2 separate regions of the Mus musculus genome follow, and region 1 is linked to region 2. Evidence: chromatin contacts called from public capture Hi-C data. All regions are on one chromosome and are shown on one strand. Each heading gives the region's core, a stretch centred on a gene start, on an enhancer-like site or on the middle of the called end of the contact. The rest is flanking DNA. Distances are from core to core; before and after follow the strand shown. Region 1 has its middle 5.5 kb from the start of Gm32533. Region 2 overlaps Exoc4 (exocyst complex component 4).

Region 1 (3,069 bases), core at 261-2,760, 900 kb after region 2:
AAGGCTCTTCAGGTCTTACAGGGTCAAGGATTGACACTTATGAGCTGACAGAGACCATTCTCACTATACATTATAGTCATCAACCAAAAGAAAGCAACACAGGCTTGCCCACGGGCCAGTCTGGTGAAAGTACTTTCTCAGTTGAGCTTCCCTCTTCCAAGATGACTCTAACTTGTGTAAAATAGACTTGAAACAGTCTGCACGACCATATCTTTGGGTAGTTATCCTAAGGCAGAGGTTCTCAACCTGTGGAACATGACCCCTTTGGGGATTGTATAGTCTATATTTTGCATAAAAGATACTTACCTTATGATTCATAACAGTAAAAAAAACTACAAGAAGGTTGAACAGCATATGAGATGCATTCAGATTTTGGTTGAAATTTATTTAATGATTAGGAGGATTAAACATCTGTTCATTTACTTATGAATCAAATATTGGTCACATACAGAAATATCTGTTCAAATTGTTCTTTGACTTTACATTTAGAAGCACAGTAAAGAACAAATTCTTTAGGTTGATGGTGTCTGAACTCTGATTAGTCTCTAAGCAGCAGAACTAAAAGGAGCAGGAGGCCGTCTCAGAACACCCTTCACTTGACACTTGCCCTAGTGTGTTAACCTTTTATGTTGATGAATCTTCTTATTTTTTCTTTGCTAAAAAAAAATCATAAATTTGCTCATAATTCAACAGTGCAAAGTCAAAAAGACATAAAAATGTAATAGGTTTGTCTTAGGGTTTTACTGCTGGGAGCAGACACCATGACCAAGGCAAGTCTTATAAACAACATTTAATTGGGGCTGGCTTACAGGTTCAGAGGTTCAGTCCATCATCATCAAGGTGCAAGCATGGCAGCATCCAGGCAGGCATGGTGCAGGCAGAGCTGAGTTCTACATCTTCATCTGAAGGCTGCTAGGAGAAGACTGGCTTCCAGGCAGCTAGGATTGGGGATCTTAAAGCCCATGTCCCAGAAACACACCTACTCCAACACATCTCCAAATAGTGCCACTCCCTGGGCCAAGCATATTCAAACCATGACAAGGTTAAAATTGTAAGCCCTTCCCTTGAAACTCAACAACTCAACTAACTACCTTCCTTACATACTTCTGCCGTTCCTGAGTTTTGTGCATTTCTCTCATTAGCTAATAGGCAGAGATACATTTTTTAAACACAAATATTTTTCCTTAATCTGTCTTGGAAACTGTTCCATATTAGCCTGGTGATGGTTCCATATTAGCCTGGTGATGGTGCCACCAGCTCCTTTGGCTTTCTAGACATCATCTTACCGTGTAGCCTTAGCTGGAACTTGCTGTGTGAACCAGACTAGGCTTGAATTGCAGCAAATCTTCTGGCAAGCCTCCTACCGACCTCTGTCTGCTGTGTGCTGGGATAACGGATGTGAGCCACCACACCAGGTCCCGCGTTTCTCTTCTTAACATCTGAAAGTGTTCGGTTCGTGGACGTGGCATCTTCTATTCAGCCACATCCAAGGTCTATTCTCTTGGATGTTTAGGCTCCCCAGTGTCTTGCCATAATGAATGCCAATATGTTGAATAGCACTGTATTCTTAAGCAAACTAAATGGGTGTGTCACCAGAAAATTTGGAGAATCCCAACTCAGCCTCCAAATGATACCAGGAAAGTGAGGGTCCCTTTTTGAGATTCTTAGTCTCATTAGTAACAGAGTTTAAGAATAGACTCTAATGGAAGATTGAGCCCAATTTATTAGAGTCTAAAAGGAAAAGCCTAGAGCAGGTAAACTGTCAATCTCACAGTTGCCTAGAGGTGGGGGGAGGGAGGGGAACGGAGGCATAGTATGGAAAAGAGAAGGAAAACAACAACAACCATATTGTTTGAAAAGAGGGGAACAGAGGTCAGTCACATGGTTGGAGGGGAGCTTTAGAGAAAGAGTAAGGAAGCCCAGAGTTGTGGAAAGCCGGTACGTGCTGCGAGCAATCGCATGTGTGCCGCCAGTAATCTCTGAGGAGAGCTGTGTGTGCCGCGAGCAATCGCCATTATAAGATGGCGTGGGCCTCCGCTGTGCCTAACTAGTAAACAAGCTTTGTACGCAGGTGCAAGAGTGAATTCACTCCTAGTCACTCCCATTCTCGGGGTGTAATAGTGGGGTGATGGGCAAGCAACGAATCGGGAGCTGTCACGCCATATCAGGTGCTGAAACGTCACGCTGCGGGTTATAAAAGCAGCGCCATTTTCCCGGTTCGGAATCTTCCTGAGAAGCAAGCAATAAAGCTTTTGCCGCGGAAGATTCTGGTTTGTTGCGTCTTTCTTGCCGGTCGAGCGGGACGCAATACAGAGTATTGAGGAGACCACAGTGGGCTCTGACCAGCATCCGAAAGAAAAAGACAGACGAGATGGGTGGGGTGGGGGAAGTGGGGATGGGAGTGGGGTGCAGACCCACAGGAACCTCACAGGGGCTCACAGGGTTGCCCCTAGTGTGGCAAAAATTCTGGGAAGAAAATCTATGTTATCCTCAGAGGAACCCTCCCACCTAGGGGGCGTTTCTGCCTTGTTAGATTAACTGGAGAAAAGGTCACTCCTCCACCTAGAGATAGAGTCCCGTGTTTTATTACAGCAGGGAGACAGCAAGCCATTTGTTAGCGGTAAAGCTAAGCGAAGTTAATCACCTCACCTATGTTTGTGTTCCTCACAAGTGTTAATAGCATTAATTCTCTCTCCTCTCTCCCTGCCCTTCTCCCTCTCCCTCTTCCCCTCACCCCCGTATGTGTGTGTGTCTGTGTGTATACATGTGTGGGCATATGGTGTGTGTGAGTGCACACATGTACCGCGGCATACTTGTGGAGGTCAGTGGCCAGCTCCAGGTGCCTGGATTCCACCTTGCTTGAAACACAGTCTCTTGTTCCCGCTCTGCAGGCCTGGCTAGCTGGCCTGAGTTTTGGTGGAGTCTTACTCTGTCTCTCATCCCTCAGTAGGAGGATGCTGGGAATGTGTGCTACCTTGTCTGTTTTTTTCCATGGGTTCTGGACATTGGAACTCAGGTCGTCATACAGGCATGGTAAACACTCTGCCCACAGAGCCATCTTCCCAGGCC
Region 2 (2,931 bases), core at 174-2,673:
TAGACGAAAGTTAAGTGAGTGACATCACTGACTTTACATCCGCAATGGGGATTCTTGTGAGCAGGACTTACTTTATATACTTTATATCTCTTACTTACGGTGTTATAGCCTAGTAGTAAAACTGTGTCTCATTCATTGGATGCAGTTAAATACAGAGAGTTGTGGGTAGCAGTGTGTGTGTGTGTGTGTGTGTGTGTGTGTATGTATTTAGCAAAGTGGGAATTCATTAAGGAAAGGTCCTAGTACAGATTTTAGGAAGAGGACACTCTTCAGAGTTCTGTAAAGGACACAGCATTTTACAGTAGTGCTCTGATATCCCAGATAGAGCAAAGCTTTCAGTCCTGCTCCCCAAACTGTTAGGTTTATCAGCCTAAAATAATAACAGGTAGGATGTCTTTTCACAAAATATTTTTATTCAGGAACAAATGGGCATATTTATTCCTGGCTGCATGTACTATTACAGCTCATGGGTACATTCAAGGAGGCAAAGACTAGACCTTTTCAAAGTTAAACTAGGAAGGTTTTCAAAATTGTTTCAAAACTATTATCTTTGGCCAAAAGGATCACTATCAGGGAAGTATCCGCTCAAGTCTGTAAATAGTAGCTGGACCGGCAGCTAAGCAATAGTATCTTTTTTGTGTAAAGTCGATATCGCTTCTGCTGAAGATTGCTGGTTTTTTTGTTTTTTTTTTTTTGTTTTTTTTTTTTTTAGGCTGCATCATCTCTCTCTCTTTTTTTAAAATATTTTTATTATTACGTATTTTCCTCAATTACATTTAGAATGCTATCCCAAAAGTCCCCCATACCCCCCCCCCCCCCACTTCCCTACCTACCCATTCCCATTTTTTGGCCCTGGCATTCCCCTGTACTGGGGCATATAAAGTTTGCGTGTCCAATGGGCCTCTCTTTCCAGTGATGGCTGACTAGGCCATCTTTTGATACATATGCAGCTAGAGTCAAGAGCTCCGGGGTACTGGTTAGTTCATAATGTTGTTGCACCTACAGGGTTGCAGATCTCTTTAGCTCCTTGGATACTTTCTCTAGCTCCTCCATTGGGGGCCCTGTGCTCCATCCAATAGCTGACTGTGAGCATCCACTTCTGTTTTTGCTAGGCCCCGGCCTAGTCTCACAAGAGACAGCTATATTAGGGTCCTTTCAGCCAATGCTTGACTCTTTGTAATCCTTTTTTTCTCTCTCAGTCCCCATGAGTGAGGACCCCTCCATTTTAGCCTCTATACTCTGTTAGAGTCTGATATAAAGTAAATGACTAAATTGTGGGAGAAACTTTTTAATTTTTATTTTATCAAAAGTAGTTAATCCTGGCAAGGACTCATATTTCCAGAAATGTCTCCTTTTCTGTTGTAGATGAACCTGTCTCCTCAGGTTGTGTAGTCCAGTCCTCACCAGTGAGCACTTAGGAATAATAGATAGATAGCCCTTTGTGTGCTTGCTAGACTGGGTTGGGTTCTGGTAACCCTTTTAGGAAAACAATTGCTTTGTCATGCGACTTTTGCTTTGTTTGCACATTTTTTTTTGTGGGATTGTAAGATTGTTCTTTGTTTGTGATAGTTTTCACTAGTTGAAACAAGCTAAATAAATAGCCAACATGTGATCATTATGACTCATGAAAGTAGTAATACCTGAACCTATTACCTTTAAAGCTTCATTCAGTTGTGTTTCTTAGTTCCTGTCTGATAAATATTTAAAATTTTGCAAATCCTTGATCTCATGTTTGCTTAGAGATCTAAATGAGAGTGGATCCACAGGGAGGCCTGGAGTTTGGTGTCTCTGGCAGTCTACAGTTCACTCTCTCTTCAGGTAGATACTTGGGAGTAGGAGGCTATCTAGGAGAAGGAGGTTGAAGCCTCCTGCTTCTCCTCGTTTTTTGGCTTGTGTCTTAATTTCTTTTGGAGATAGTTGCTAATATCATTTATCTCTGTGAATATCTCTACCAAATTTTTTTAAAAAAACTATTACTTTCTTTTTTTTTTCTTTCCATTTTTTATTAGGTATTTAGCTCATTTACATTTCCAATGCTATACCAAAAGTCCCCCATACCCACCCACCCCCACTCCCCTACCCACCCACTCCCCCTTTTTGGCCCTGGCGTTCCGCTGTACTGGGGCATACAAAGTTTACGTGTCCAATGGGCCTCTCTTTCCAGTGATGGCCGATTAGGCCATCTTTTGTTACATATGCAGCTAGAGTCAAGAGCTCCGGGGTACTGGTTAGTTCATAATGTTGTTCCACCTATAGGATTGCAGATCCCTTTAGCTCCTTGGGTTCTTTCTCTAGCTCCTCCATTGGGAGCCCTGTGATCCATCCATTAGCTGACTGTGAGCATCCACTTCTGTGTTTGCTAGGCCCCGGCATAGTCTCACAAGAGATAGCTACATCTGGGTCCTTTCAATAAAATCTTGCTAGGGTATGCAATGGTGTCAGCGTTTGGGTGCTGATTATGGGGTGGATCCCTGGATATGGCAGTCTCTACATGGTCCATCCTTTCATCTCAGCTCCAAACTTTGTCTCTGTAACTCCTTCCATGGGTGTTTTGTTCCTAATTCTAAGGAGGGGCATAGTATCCACACTTCAGTCTTCATTCTTCTTGAGTTTCATGTGTTTAGCAAATTGTACCTTATATCTTGGGAATCCTAGGTTTGGGGCTAATATCCACTTATCAGTGAGTACATATTGTGTGAGTTCCTTTGTGAATGTGTTACCTCACTCAGGATGATGCCCTCCAGGTCCATCCATTTGGCTAGGAATTTCATAAATTCATTCTTTTTAATAGCTGAGTAGTACTCCATTGTGTAGATGTACCACATTTTCTGTATCCATTCCTCTGTTGAGGGGCATCTGGGGTCTTTCCAGCTTCTGGCTATTATAAATAAGGCTGCTATGAACATAGTGGAGCATGTGTCCTTCTTACCA

What was found. Capture Hi-C pulls out chosen DNA fragments and counts their contacts.
Region 1: a contact with region 2 is called in a capture Hi-C map of embryonic stem cells, with 3 times the contacts expected there. The contact joins two enhancer-like sites. A contact is called at or near these places in 1 of 115 datasets of contacts at active chromatin or transcription factors (embryonic stem cells) and 1 of 9 other capture datasets (embryonic stem cells).

Annotation. Positions count from the first base shown.
Region 1 is chr6:34,190,116-34,193,184 of GRCm38.p6, forward strand. No RefSeq gene overlaps it. Among named protein-coding and RNA genes, the nearest start is that of Gm32533, 5.5 kb to the right of the region's middle. Within about 2 kb of position 1,511, at least 11 of the 459 cell types and tissues checked have an H3K27ac peak or open chromatin away from gene starts, as enhancers often do. A contact at or near this core is called in embryonic stem cells, where this site is marked.
Region 2 is chr6:33,288,953-33,291,883 of GRCm38.p6, forward strand. The region is part of intron 3 of Exoc4 (exocyst complex component 4); the gene reads left to right. Among named protein-coding and RNA genes, the nearest start is that of Exoc4, 41 kb to the left of the region's middle. Within about 2 kb of position 1,424, at least 9 of the 459 cell types and tissues checked have an H3K27ac peak or open chromatin away from gene starts, as enhancers often do. A contact at or near this core is called in embryonic stem cells, where this site is marked.